4 separate regions of the Sus scrofa genome follow, and regions 2, 3 and 4 are each linked to region 1. A link is a contact called in public HiChIP or PLAC-seq data. All regions are on one chromosome and are shown on one strand. Each heading gives the region's core, a stretch centred on a gene start, on an enhancer-like site or on the middle of the called end of the contact. The rest is flanking DNA. Distances are from core to core; before and after follow the strand shown. Region 1 has its middle 210 kb from the start of TLE3. Region 2 overlaps TLE3 (transducin-like enhancer protein 3). Region 3 overlaps TLE3 (transducin-like enhancer protein 3). Region 4 holds the start of TLE3 (transducin-like enhancer protein 3).

Region 1 (3,359 bases), core at 237-2,736:
CTCGTAGCTGCTTTCACTTCCAACATCCCAGTTCCCTCTCGCCTGGCCATCTCCTTTCCTCTTGCTTAAGAAAGAAGATCCCTTCCTTCCTTCTCTACCGTTGTAGATAATTTTTACCCCAAGCCCACCCACCTAGAGGTGGAAGGCCTGAGCCTCTAAGGGCCCCCTGGCTGAGGGGCTCCTGGGAAAGGGCAGCGCTTTGCAGCCAGGCTTTAGGTCTGCCCCCAGCTCAGCTGGAACATCAGCAAATTATGTCTCCTGCCCTGATCCCTCTCCCAAACTCCAGCCACACATTGACAGCCGCTCCCTGGCCTCCCTGTCCCATTGTCTCCTGGGGAATAAGTGGACACCAGACTCATCACTTTCCTCTCCAGCCATCACTTTCCCTGCATTTTCTCACCCTGTTCTCGACAGCTGGAAGACAACACTGTGTTCAGTGAAAGATGGAATGCTGCAGAGGAGGAGCTGGTCTGGGGAGGAGGTTGACAGCCATTGCATGTACATGGGGCTTGAGTTACAGATGGCTAGGGATCAGACAGGTGGGTGTGAAGGTCTGGAGCTAGGACAGAGACCCAAGAGGCTTCAGACTGAAGAAACTGATGGAAGCCTTGGATAGGGGACAGATAAGCACCAGGAAGGAGCATAATGACAGAAAGCTGGGGGACGACCCTCATGTCAGAGGTGGGGACAGAGACAGGAACTTGCCAATGGATCCTGCAAGGCCACCATCTTGAAAGCCACACCAGAAAAATGGCTTCGAAGGGAAGTGGTCAGCCTTCTGGGATGCTACAGGGAGATCAAGTGAGATAGTGTAGTCTGTCGGGGTCACAGAGGCCACGATGACCTCCCAAGGGAAGTCCCTGGGGTGTGGATGGCGGGGAGCCAGACCACACCAAGTGCAACAGTGACAGGGAGGCAGGCGAGGAAGTGGAGACACTGAAGATAAGCAACTCTTCCAAGAAAGGCTGCTGAGAATTAAAAAGACTGCTAGGCTGGTGGCCCAGGGAAGTCTCGGTGTTGCTGGGAGGAGCCAAAGGAAGAATGAGTGAATCGGTGGAGGCTGTCCTTGGACCCAGGGCTTGGTCCCAGCACAGGGCAAGAGATCTCATATAGACGAGGTATGTTCCTTCCCTCGGGTGGGAAGACACATGTTAGGGATGGACCCAAGAAAGAGACCTCAGGAAGGGCAGGACTTTGTGGAGTCCCCACCTGCAAGCCAATTCTGCCTGGTTTTTTCCAAATGGCTTTTCCAAGGCCAGTGTCATCAAGCTCCTAATCCTACCCTGGTCTAGATGCTTCATGTTCATTCTTTCTCTCCTCCCAGAGTCTCTGGGAAGCAGACACTACTAAGCTCATTTTGCCCATGAGAAAACTGAGCCAGAGAGAAGTTCACTAACTAGCCCAAGGTCACACGACCAGGCAGTGCCTCCTAAGGTGCCAACCCAATTCCGAGAAACTCCCCAAGGCCCTTGCCTCACAGTGCCCTCTGGCCTCCTAGCCCTGCTGCCATGACTTTGCATTTCTCAAGTATATCTGCACAAGCTCTTGCTTCTGCTCAGAATGCCTCTGGTTCCTCACCCACCCACTGGAGCAGATGTGTCCTTCTGACTTAACCCATCTTCCCTGGCCTGTCTTCCTCACCCAGATGTTCCCACACACCCTAGCCATGTCTCTTTATGCCACTGACTGTGTTGTGTTGAAATAATATGATTTTTTGGTTCTCTGTTCCACTCCTGGACACTGGACTGTGAGCACCTCATGGGCAGGGACCCTGCCTTACCTGTCTTACCTGTTCCCAGCTCCTAGACAAGTGCCCAAAAAGCAGATAGTAGGGCCTAGAAAACAACTTGTCAGATGAGCAAATGAGAAATTTCTTTTAAAAGTCCAAAGGTTTGAGCATGAAAATGAATCATGAGGGGGAAATTTTTGCAAACCACTTATCTGATAAAGGACTCCAACTCATACATAGCAAATTCAGTTCAACGGTAAGAAAGAGGAGTTCCTGTCGTGGCTCAGTGGTTAACAAACCCTAGTAACCATGAGGTTTCGTGTTCGATCCCTGGCCTTGCTCAGTGGATTAAGGACCCGGCGAGCTGTGGTGTAGGTCACAGATGCGGCTTGGATGCCATATTGCTGTGGCTGTGGTGTAGGCCGGTAGCTACATCTCTAATTAGACCCCTAGCCTGGGAACCTCCACATGCAATGAGTGCAGCCCTAAAAAGACAAAAAACAAAACAAACAAACAAACCAAAAAACCAGTAAGAAAGAAAACAATCCAAAGTGGGCAAAAGACATGAAGAGACATTATGTCCAAGAGGAGGTATCAATAGCAGATAAGCACATGAAGAGATGTTCAACACCATTAGTCATTAAGGAAATGCGAATTAATTAGGAGTCTGGGATTAACAGACACACACTACTATATATAAAATAAAGAACAAGGGCATACTTAGAGCACAAGGAACTCTACTCAATATCTTATAATAACCTATAAAGGAAAAGAGCCTAAAAAAGAATAGATATATACATGTGTGTGTAACTGAATCATTCTGCTGCACTCCTGAAACTAACACAGCATTCTAATCAACTCTATGGCAATAAAATTTTTTTAAATAAATATATTTAAAAAGGAAATGTACATTAAAGCCGCAGTGAGATATCACTACGCACATATCAGAATGGTTAAAATTAAAAAGAGTTAACAATACTAATGCTGACAAGAATGCAGAGAAACTGGGATGCTCATACACTGCTAATGGAAATGTAAAATAGCACAGCCATTCCGGAAAAGTCTGGTCGTTTCTTAAGAGTCCAAACATACACTTACCATATGACCCAGAAATTGCACTTCTGGGCACTTGGCCCAGAGAAATGAAAACATGTCCATACAAAAATCTCTACTGTACATAATTTCATAGCAGCTTTATTTGTAAGAGCCTCAAACTGGAAACAACTAAAATATCTTCTGTAGGTGAACGGTTAAACAAACTTTGTATATTCATACCATGGACTACTACTCAGCAGTCAAAGTGAATGAAATTTCGAGGCAGGTAATAATATGAGACTCCCAAGGACATCATTTGAGCAAAAAAAAACCACACCCAGTTTCTAAAGGTCACATGCTGCATTCTTCCTTTTTTGTAATAGTCTTGAAATAACAAAAGCACAGAGCCGGAGAACAAATTGATGATTCCCAGGAACAAGGGATAGTTGAGGGGAGGAAAGGTGTGACTACAGAATAGCAGAAGGCTGATCTTTGAGATGATCAAACTGTATCTTGATGGCAGTGATTACATGAATGTATGCACAGGATAAAGTGATAGAACTATGCACATACATTGCACCAACACCATTTCCCT
Region 2 (3,359 bases), core at 287-2,786, 250 kb after region 1:
CTGCCCAGCTAGGTGTGTGGAAGGAGCTCCAGACAAGTCAGCGCACCTACTGTCTGTCCTGCCTCTGTCGTTAGTTCTCTGAGGCTCCGAACAACCCCCTTCTCTGAGCCTCTGAGTCCTGCTCTAGAGGTGGGCACATCTCTCAACTCACACCTTCTTGGGCTGGTGGGTTCCATCTGGGAGGACTGCCTGGAGAAGACAGCTTTAGAACGCAGGAAGTATGGCTGCTGGGCTAGGAGGCAACCTGGTGGCCTGGGTGTTTTCCTGGATGGAGGGATGGGGCCCACTGCCCTTGACAGCATCTCCCAGCTGACGCCCAACTCCTTGCAGCCTCTGCCTTGCGCACACCCATCTCCATCACCAGCTCCTATGCTGCGCCCTTTGCCATGATGAGCCACCACGAGATGAACGGCTCCCTCACCAGCCCCAGCGCCTATGCCGGCCTGCACAACATCCCACCCCAGATGAGCGCGGCTGCCGCTGCCGCTGCTGCCGCCTATGGCCGATCGCCAATGGTGAGCTTTGGAGCTGTACGTAGACCTTTTGGCTCCTTTTTTGGGGGGACCGGGCCCTGAATGGGGAAGTTGGAGTGGGTTAGGGATGCCCTTCCTGGTGACCACGTCGCTGCCTTTCGGGTAGACTGTTTATTAGAAACAAGACAGGAACACACACTTGGGGCTCAGCAAACCTGGGTCTCATCCTGCTTGCCCATTAGTCACCCTGTGACCTCATGCAACACAGCCTCCCTTTCCATGTGGAAATCGAGGCTGACACCTGTTTTTCTGGGCTCTGTGGGAATGGGAATCCCCGCAGTGAGTGAGGTGAGTTTCCTTGGCAAATGGGGCTGCCAGGTACACAAAGATGTGTCTGCTGTTACTGCTCAGCACTTGGGTTGGCAGGGGCAGTTTCTCTCCTGACCTCCTGAACATGGGGTGGTGGTCTCTTCTCTACATGGCCTGCTGGGACACCAGGAGAGGGGACAGGGATCAGCTTGTCTTGCAGAACAGGGAGAACGAGCGGAGGGTGGGGGTGGAAGATCCTGGTTCAGAGTCTGAGGGTCTGGACTGTCACCCTGTCCCTGCCATTGTCCTGGGAAAGGCACGTGACCCTCCTGGGCATGTGTTCTCTCTGGAACAAGGGGCTCTGCTCTGCTTGGCTGCCCCTCAGGTTCTGAGGGGGAAGCAGTGCAGGAGGAAGGCGGGGTGGGGCATGTGTGGTGGGGGATGCGTGGCGGCACCCTCACTGAGGGCCTTGTCTTGCTTTACAGGTTGGCTTTGACCCTCACCCTCCCATGCGGGCCACGGGCCTGCCCTCAAGCCTTGCCTCTATTCCTGGTGGAAAACCGTAAGCTCTGGCTGTATTTGTATTTGTTGTACGCTTCTTGGGGAGGGCGGGGGTGAGCATACCACCCATCCACTTCTTCCCTGCCCTGGGAGACCACCCCCCCCAGGAAAGGCGCCCCCAGGCCAGGCTGCAGTGCCAGCAATGGCTGCCTGGCCACACTCCTGCTCAGCCCCAGGCTCCCTCTGAAAGGGAATGAGGGAGGTTGGGGTTGAGGCTGTAGTCCCTGGGCTCTGAGAGAGAAGGGACACTTCAGATGCCAGGCTCTCCCATCCAGATGCCATGGAGCTGGTGCCATGCCCCCGTCTTGGGGGCTCCCGGGGGTTCCGCCCCCAGCTGGTGCCCACTGTGACCTAAACCAGTAGGCAGACCATGCCCGCTCAGGCCCGGCTGTGATGTGTTCATTTGATGATGATTCATTTGATGATGACGATGTGTTCAAGTGATGATGATTCATTTGAGGAGCCAATTTTCCTTCCTAATATCACTGGCTCCTGGGCGACGGGGGGAAGCATTCAGACGGCATCGTTTCCAGGATCCCTGTGTTAAGGATTCTGTAGCTGGTAGGAAAGGCTGTCCCAAGGCAGTGTGGGGTTAGCCACCTGGTTGGCAGCAAGGCTGGGTAAGCAGGAGTAGAGGTCAAGGCAGGGTTATGAAGCACTCTCCACCCTGGCAGAGCCAGACGGAGGAGGCCAGGGTACCGGCTTCCCTAGGATCTGGGGAGGGAGCACCTGGAGGCAGGGGGTGGGACCAGTCAATCCAGGCAGAACCCCTGGGAACCGTTAGAGGATTAGAGATGCCAGGAGTGATGGTTCTCCCCCTTCTAGAGCGTACTCTTTCCACGTGAGTGCTGATGGGCAGATGCAGCCCGTGCCCTTCCCCCACGACGCCCTGGCAGGCCCCAACATCCCCAGGCACGCCCGGCAGATCAACACACTCAGCCACGGGGAGGTGGTGTGCGCTGTGACCATCAGCAACCCCACGCGGCACGTTTACACTGGTGGCAAAGGCTGCGTGAAGATCTGGGACATCAGCCAGCCAGGCAGCAAGAGCCCCATCTCCCAGCTGGACTGTCTGGTGAGGATCCTGGGGCTCTGGGCATCTCCAGCCAGGAGAGCAGGGCAACCTGGGCCGGGGGCACACCCCCATCGACCTGGCCGGGCTCGACCCTGTATTGGCTGGGCAACATTGGGCAAACCGGCAAACCTCTCTGAGGCCCACTTTCATCATCTGTAAATGGAGATGATACTGACCTGCAGGGCCTTACGAGGAGATGACTGAAAGTTTGCAAGGTTATAAATGAGGAATGGAGATGGCCTGGCAGCTTCCTGGAACTGCCGTGAATAAGGGCAAGAAGTGAGCAGAAGTGATAAGGGTGCTGCTGGATGTGATGCCCCCGGGAGGAGGGGGTTGGGTGGCCCTGAGCACTGCCCCTTCTCCCTCCAGAACAGGGACAACTATATCCGCTCCTGCAAGCTGCTCCCTGATGGACGGACGCTCATCGTGGGCGGCGAGGCCAGCACGCTCACCATCTGGGACTTGGCCTCACCCACGCCCCGCATCAAGGCTGAGCTGACGTCCTCGGCTCCTGCCTGCTATGCCCTGGCCATCAGCCCCGATGCCAAAGTCTGCTTCTCCTGCTGTAGTGATGGCAACATCGCCGTGTGGGACCTGCACAACCAGACCCTGGTCAGGTGAGGTGCGGGAGGGAGCAGGGGTCCTTGTTCTCGGGAAGGCTACGCTGGCTGTGCCTGGCATTGACGCTCCGGGGGTCAAGTGTGGGACTTCAGAGCCAAGCTGCTGGGTTTGAATCCTGCTTCCATATGACCTTGCGCAAGTCACATACCTCTCCCTGGGCCTTAGTTTCTTCTGTGTGAAACAGGCAGAGTGAAGCCCTGTCCCTGGAGCTGAGCCCCAGCGCAGAGGCTGCAGTGCCTGGCCCAGTATCGGCCTCCAGTGTGGCATGGCCGTCTGTGTCAGTGGGAGAGGGGCCCAGGCTCTGCTGTGAGCTCACCAGG
Region 3 (3,359 bases), core at 486-2,985, 220 kb after region 1:
TAGTGCAGGACACGCCCGGGGCGGGAATGCAGGTCTCTGGACTTTGCATTGCCAGCTCTTTCCAGGGTCAGTGGCCTAGATGCTCCCTCTGTTCCCTGACCCGTGCCACTCCCACCCCCTCACTCAGCCTCACCATTCCCAATGCCCTTACTTCCTAAACTCTTGGCAGAAAATGTCAGAGATTTCTAGTGGGCACAGGAAAGGAAGTCGGATTTCTTCCAGGGAGCATGTGGGATGGCGCTCAGCTCCTCGACCCCCTCGCCTTTCTTCTGCCCAGGAGCGGGAGGAATCCTCGTTGCCATCCTTACCCTGTGTGATGGGGGCTACAGCCAGTGTCCCTTTTCCTCTCCAGCGAGACAGATCCTCAGGGTCACACCAGGGTTGGGCCTTTTCTTGTTCCCAGCCCTCCCGGCATAAAGAATTCAGCAGGCTTCCTCGGAAGCATAAATATTTAATGGCGTTGTAGTTATATATAATTTGATCAATATGTCAGTGCTAAAAGGGCCTTTAAGGAGGCTCACCTATCACTGAGTGATCGGTGATGTAAATGTCCTCAGCCCCTCCAGGAGCAGGGGTCATTATCTCCCGGCTGCTAAGTGGGTCATTTATTCACCCCCTTCTTAAAAACACCGGGGAGCTGCTCTCCCCTAGAGCCTTTGCATGGCAGAGATGGAGTGGGGCCTGGGAACCTTTGCTGGAGGCCTCGACCCTTCCTGTCTCTGGGCTTCCTTCCCACGGGCGATAAAACACCCATGTGCAGAGTTCCCATTGTGGCTTAGCAGTAACAAACCCGAATAGTATCCATGAGGGTGTGGGTTCCATCCCTGGCCCCACTCAGTGCGTTAAGGATCTGGCGTTGCCGGGAGCTGCGGTGTAGGTTGCAGATGTGGCTCAGATCCATGTTGCTGTGGCTGTGACTTAGGCCAGCAGCTGCAGCTCCAATTTGACCCCTAGCTTGGGAACTTCCATATGCTGCAGGGTACGGCCCTAAAAAGGAAAAAAAACAAAACAAAACAAAACACCCACTTGCTTTATTTCAGTGCTCTGCTAGCTCAGTCAGGAGAAAATGCCTGGCAAGGAATTTCATCTTGTAGTCCAATAGTTAAGGGCCTATCAATTTAGAATTGCCTAGGAAATGCAATGGAATATTTTAACTTAAAATTGCCCCGATGCCTTGTTCTGGATTCTTCCTATATTTGATTGCCTGGTGACTGTGGTGCCTGGTTGCTGGCGATTCCTCCTGCACAGCCCCAGCCTCTCCCTGAGCCCCTGTGATTTTAATTCAAGATGAGGCAGACTCACCTTGAATATCTGAGGACTTGTGTCAGAGGGCCAGGTAAAACCTGATTCAAATTCAAGAACCCCGGAACAGGAGTTCCCGTCATGGCTCAACAGTTAACAAACCCAACTGGCATCCATGAGGACATGGGTTCGATCCCTGGCCTCGCTCAGTGGGTTAAGGATCTGGCGTTGCCGTGAGCTATAGTCTAGGTCACAGACATGGCTCGGATCCCCCATTGCTGTGGCTCTGGCATAAGCTGGCGGCTACAGCTCTCATTGGATCCCTAGCCTGGGAACCTCCATATGCTGTGGGTGTGGCCCTCAAAGACAAATCAACAACAACAACAACAAAAAGAACTCTGGAGCAGACCAAGCGTCCACCCCAGACACACATGAGGGAGTGCACAGTGGAGTAACCCAAGGCCCTGCCACCAGGATGTGACTTTCTGTGGGTCATATGACATGTCAGTCACAGAGCTGGCTGGAAAACCACCATTTCCACATGGCTTGGAGTGTAACTCAGGTCTCACATAGGTCCCTTTTCCTCATCTCATTCTTACGCACATCCACAAACGGGTCTCCAGAATCACTGCACGCTGTGCTGACTATGCCATGAAGAGATCCTTGTTTGAGAAGTGAAATCAGGACCCTAATGGCAGCCCCTGTGCTGTCTCATAGACGGGGAATTGCTCTTACTTCCCGCCAAGTGAAACATCTTCAAGAGCCCTTGCCTCACTGTCGAAAGCTTCTTGTGAATCACAGAAGGAACGTGGACAGTAGCTGCTTGACACAGATAGGACCCTCTTGCCTGCTCTGCTCTGTAGTGCTCAGTTAGGCTGATGGATGCACTTGAACGGGCCATGCTATGAAGACTGGTCCTTGGGACCGAACCCCAGCCAGCTGCAGCTTAGCCCACACCCAGCATCCGTCCATGCCTTGCCTCTTACTCTGCTTGTCCTTTAAACTCATGCTGTGCTCTGTTTTACTGAACTTTCTGGAGCAATCGACATGTCACAGAGCGACTGAGGAGGGTTTGGCCTTCTCAGACTCTAAATGATGGCTCCGGGATCTTACGAGTTATCCACTTTGTCCCTCTGTTTTGCAGACAACAAAATTGAAGCCCAGAGGAGGGAAGGGATTTGGCCCAAAGCCACACAGCGAGATTGGAGACAGAGCTGGGAATAGAGGCCAGGTCACCTCTGTGTGGCAGGGGGTCATGATATGCTCTTTAAAGCAGCCAGGTTCCTCCCTCTCCTTGTTTTTATCTGGCTGAGGTTAAAATGTGTGCATTTTCGAAGAGCTGACAGGGCAGTTTAAAACTAAATACCGGAGAGAATCTGGTGGAAGTGGCTGTCAGATGTGTCTTGAGCAGTCAGTTAAATAATTTCAAAAAAAAAAAAAGTCAAAGACTGGCCAGGTGCTGCAGGCTGGGAGCAAGAGGTTGCCAGGGTGTGGACCGAGAGCCGGTCCCATCTCCCTTCATTCAGTGTCCTGAGTCAAAGGCCCAAGGGATGGGAACAACAGTTAGTGTGAATGCTAGGGCGTTGCTGGAGCAGTGCACTCTGAGAATGTCCCACTGCCCTCTGTGTACAGTAAGATGTTCAGAGGCCCTGCTTTAACAAGGAGGTGATGGTGTGAACAGGAGTTACCTACGGGCGTGGAACAGACTGCTCTTTGGGAAATGACACCAGTCCCCCCCCCGCCCCCCAACTCTTTTGTACTCCGTCATTTACTTGCCTAACAACCACAATGGAGGCAGATGGTCCTCCCAGTGTCCACTCGGGAGCTCAGGATCTCGAGCTTGCAGGGTCTCTGCACACACTTCTCTGTCTGTGGTGAGTAGGTGAGTTCCTTCTGAGGCACAATATTTTTCCACCAGCAAAGCTGCCTTCTTTGAACCACACTTGAAAAGGAACTTTCAAAGGCAGCACCCGGCTCCGCAAACACCTTTTTCCAAAGGAAGCCGTCGTCCCGCCACCCAGCCTCCGCCTCCTCTCTGCTTCTCTTTCCGAGGCTCCGACTCAAAGGCAGTGGTTTTGTGGGACCAGGATGGAGGGAAGGATGAAGGCCCAGCCCAA
Region 4 (3,359 bases), core at 625-3,124, 210 kb after region 1:
CGGGGTTGGCGGCACCCACGTGGGGGCAGGAGCGAGAAAGGGGCGGGGCGGGTAGGAAGAGGGTGCGCCCACCGGTGACGTAAGGGGGAGGGCAGAGAAGGGGGAGGGGAAAAGGAAGCTCCAAAGAGGAGCCATTTTGTGTCTAATGAATGCTGCGGCCAGATGCTCGCATCTGTCGAGCCGGGCTTCTCCCCACCCCCCTCTTCGGTGCGTGCCTCACACGATTTATGTTTTTATTTAGGAAAATAAATAAATGAAGAGAGGAGTGCGGTTCGGGGCTGGCGGCCGGAGCGGGCGCAGGGAGGTTCAACTCCAAGGCGGGCGCTCACGTGTAACTCCCAACGCACCGGCCTCCGAGCGCCCGCTTGTTCTCAGCTCCTCATTAAGATGCAAAAGCGAACTCCAGCTCCTAATGAGGGGAAAATATAGATCCGGGGCCAACCGCGGGCCCCGGGGTTCGTGCAGGTCCGCGGAGATACTTGGGAAGGGGGGTACCTAGGGCCCACCTGGGCCCGTCCACTCGGCGGTGCCCGTGGGATCTGGGGCGCGGCCACTCCAGCCTTCCAGCCGCTTGAGGCCCATGTCCCCACGGCCCGTCTGCCCTGATGTAACCCCGAGTGCAGGCGATCGAGGCTATCTGTTTGCGGGCAAACTGGACCCAGAGTCGAGTGTGCAACCGCGCGGGGAGTCCCGGAGGCGCGGCGGCGGGGGTGGGAAGAGGAGCGCACGGGGGCGGATGAGAGTCTGCACCTCCCAGGGCGTCAAGGCTGGCGGCCGAGACACCTACGGGCTTGCACGCGCGCCCCTCCACAGGCTTCCGCCGACGCGAAGACCCTGCCGGGAGCAAGCTGAGAAATCCGGGACGGAACTCGGAGCTCCCGGGCCGCGGTGGGGCCAGCAGCCACGGCATTCCCGATTCCGCTTCCCCGGCCCCGACGCTCAATGAACAGCTGCGGCGAGGGCGTAGCCGTCTCCACCAGGAAGGAGCCCCGAGTGGGGATAGCGCGGGAGGACCCGAGTGTCCGCGGGCAGTCGGGCCTTTCCATCTGCTCTGCCCGCCAAAGGAGAGTTCCTTAGGCTTCTCCCCGCGGGCAGCCGCCGCACATCAAAGACGCTGTTTATTTGGCTTTCTGAAAAGGACGAATGAACAAAGAAGAAAAGCTGGGGGCCTGGGGTGGGGGGAGTAGGAGGGCAGGAGAAGGGGAAAAGAAAGGGACACCCTCAGTTCCGAGCAAAATTTTTTTAAGGTGGCAGGCAACTTCGGGAGCCACCATTTTATCGGTCCTAAATCTTGTGAAGTGAAAACATTAAAGTGACAAAGTGATTCTGTTTGTTTTATAGTATCTAATTGGGCTGCTTTGCAGACCTAATGAGATTAGAGGGAGGAATCCTTCGCCGCCTCTGCAGAATAAACTGATACATTACTACCAGCCACAGGTTTTGAGGACTGTACAGTTTGTCTTTTTTTTCTTTTGTTGTTATTCTTCTGTCTTCTCTCTTTCCCCTCCCGCCAAATAATTATTTGCTAGTAGATCGTGGGAAAAAAGAGCGGGGGGGGGGGAAATCCTTAGCAGCCCAGTACTATAATATATATCTATTTATTATATGTCTTTCGGTTAATTCCTGATCTGAGGAGCGCTGTTTTTCACTCCCCTGCGAAAGTCACCAGCGGGTAGGGCCTGATTGCTACTTTTCATGCATAGTTTTAGACACAAGAGGGCATTGTGACGTCGCGCCCGGCGGCGCCCAGTCGCAGGCCGAGTCCGACAGCCCCACGTGGGGACCCCGCGCTCCCATTGGTTAGCGGCTGGCGAAGCTGCCACATTATTTTGTTACTTTTCAGTCCCTATTTGGAACTGCTCTCGCGGCAGTTCAGACCTCGTGCTCGTCCCCCTCGCTTGTCTGTGTGTGGTATCCGCAGGTCCGGGGCACTTTTTTTTGGTGTGTGTGTGTGTGTGTGTGCGCGCGCGCGCGCGCGCGCGTCTGGGGGGATTGTCGGGGAGCGGAGAGGAGAGCCGGGCCGAGGGGAAGGAAGGAAGCCGCAGAGGTCCCCGGTCTCGGGCTGCGTCTCCCCTCCAGCGCTCTCCTGCTTGCGCGCTCGGAGGCGGCGGCGGCGGCGGCGGCGCCAAGCGCTCCTCGCTGGGGACCCGGCCCTCGAGCTGGGAGCAGCGAGGACCCTTTTGCGGCGGTTTCCTGTGCCTGCTGGAGTTAGGATGCCAGGGCGGTTGATTCCCACCTCCTGAGCGCGGAGTTTCCTCCTCGGCCCTGGGAAGGGCTCGCAGCGGCGGCGGCGACAGAAGCAGACTGAACAGCAGGCTCTCCTCTCCAAGGGGGGGCGTCGAAGCGCCCGCGCCGGGCTCCCGCCCTCACCCTCCGGCGCTCCTGCGGCCCAAGCCGCCACCTCGGTGCTTGCCTTCTTCCTCTTCTCGCGGAGAGCTGCCCCTGGGATCGGACCTGAACGCCCTGGATGCTCGGACTGCCCCGGCGCGTCCCCCTCCCGGCGCGACGCGCTGAGTGATCCGGAGGGCGCCCGCGCTTGCCCCAGGAGGGGCCCCGGACCTCGGGACCCCGCGCCGGACCCTCCGGGGTGACGACGATGTCCGCGCAGTCTCCGGCTCTGACGCGCTCCAGGCAGTGGGGGGAAGGCGGCCGGCTTCAGTCAGCCGAACCCTAGGTGCACAAAGCCCAAGCCCACCGCCCGGCCTCGGTGCCCGCCGACGACTTTGCCGCCTGCTTCTCGGCTCTTTGTCTCCGCTTGGGGCGGGCGCCTGACTCTGGGATTTCGCTGCGAGAGCGGGCTGGGGGGGCCGGGGGCGAGCTCTCGGTTTCCCGGCCGCCCCCCGCTCGGTCTTGGCTCCCCCCTCCCCCGCACCTCCCCGACCCGAGCTCTCCGCGTTTCTACGCTCTCAGAATCACGACCCCTCCCTGCCATGTATCCGCAAGGCAGACATCCGGTGAGTAATTGCAACTTGGTTTATTTAAGCATCTATCATGGCAGGGTAAACGAGGCAGTTTATCTGGCACCTCCATTTTGCTTGTTGCTACCTTTATGGTGTGTGTGGGGTGTGTGTGTGTCTGTGCGTATGTGTGTGCGCGCGCGCGCGCTCGCACAAAGGGGATGGGATGGGGGGGCGCCGTTGCGAGAGGAGGTTAATTCCGCTCGATTGGCGGGGGGGTTGGGGGGGGCTGCCAGTGTTCCCGGGGAACTGTTTGTTTTCACGCTGTCCTCCGCCCCCTCGCCTAAGTCTTCCAACTCACTCAGCCTGTCTCCCCCACCTGGGTCTTACTTGGGAAGGGGTGCCCCTTCTAAAAAGGAATGGGAGCCCCGCGGCCAATAGGGAGAGATCTCCCCCCCACGC

The links. HiChIP or PLAC-seq counts read pairs in DNA pulled down with a chosen protein or histone mark.
Region 2: an H3K27ac HiChIP or PLAC-seq map of alveolar macrophages shows a contact between it and region 1. The contact joins two enhancer-like sites. A contact is called at or near these places in 1 of 47 Hi-C or Micro-C datasets (embryonic fibroblasts) and 1 of 2 datasets of contacts at active chromatin or transcription factors (alveolar macrophages).
Region 3: an H3K27ac HiChIP or PLAC-seq map of alveolar macrophages shows a contact between it and region 1. The contact joins two enhancer-like sites. A contact is called at or near these places in 1 of 47 Hi-C or Micro-C datasets (embryonic fibroblasts) and 1 of 2 datasets of contacts at active chromatin or transcription factors (alveolar macrophages).
Region 4: an H3K27ac HiChIP or PLAC-seq map of alveolar macrophages shows a contact between it and region 1. The contact joins the promoter of TLE3 here to the enhancer-like site in region 1. A contact is called at or near these places in 2 of 5 promoter capture datasets (fetal liver and fetal skeletal muscle), 3 of 47 Hi-C or Micro-C datasets (embryonic fibroblasts, heart right ventricle and skeletal muscle) and 2 of 2 datasets of contacts at active chromatin or transcription factors (alveolar macrophages and skeletal muscle).

Annotation. Positions count from the first base shown.
Region 1 is chr1:168,060,343-168,063,701 of Sscrofa11.1, reverse strand. No RefSeq gene overlaps it. Among named protein-coding and RNA genes, the nearest start is that of TLE3, 210 kb to the right of the region's middle. Within about 2 kb of position 1,486, at least 11 of the 83 cell types and tissues checked have an H3K27ac peak or open chromatin away from gene starts, as enhancers often do. A contact at or near this core is called in alveolar macrophages and fetal liver, where this site is marked.
Region 2 is chr1:167,813,953-167,817,311 of Sscrofa11.1, reverse strand. TLE3 (transducin-like enhancer protein 3) reads left to right here. Exons shown (of 20, transcript XM_021100790.1): 13 at 331-515; 14 at 1,268-1,344; 15 at 2,169-2,418; 16 at 2,788-3,035. Among named protein-coding and RNA genes, the nearest start is that of TLE3, 40 kb to the left of the region's middle. Within about 2 kb of position 1,536, at least 4 of the 83 cell types and tissues checked have an H3K27ac peak or open chromatin away from gene starts, as enhancers often do. A contact at or near this core is called in alveolar macrophages, where this site is marked.
Region 3 is chr1:167,838,042-167,841,400 of Sscrofa11.1, reverse strand. The region is part of intron 4 of TLE3 (transducin-like enhancer protein 3); the gene reads left to right. Among named protein-coding and RNA genes, the nearest start is that of TLE3, 16 kb to the left of the region's middle. Within about 2 kb of position 1,735, at least 2 of the 83 cell types and tissues checked have an H3K27ac peak or open chromatin away from gene starts, as enhancers often do. A contact at or near this core is called in alveolar macrophages, where this site is marked.
Region 4 is chr1:167,854,428-167,857,786 of Sscrofa11.1, reverse strand. It overlaps TLE3 (transducin-like enhancer protein 3), which reads left to right and starts at 1,874. Exons shown (of 20, transcript XM_021100790.1): 1 at 1,874-2,954. The coding sequence starts at 2,931.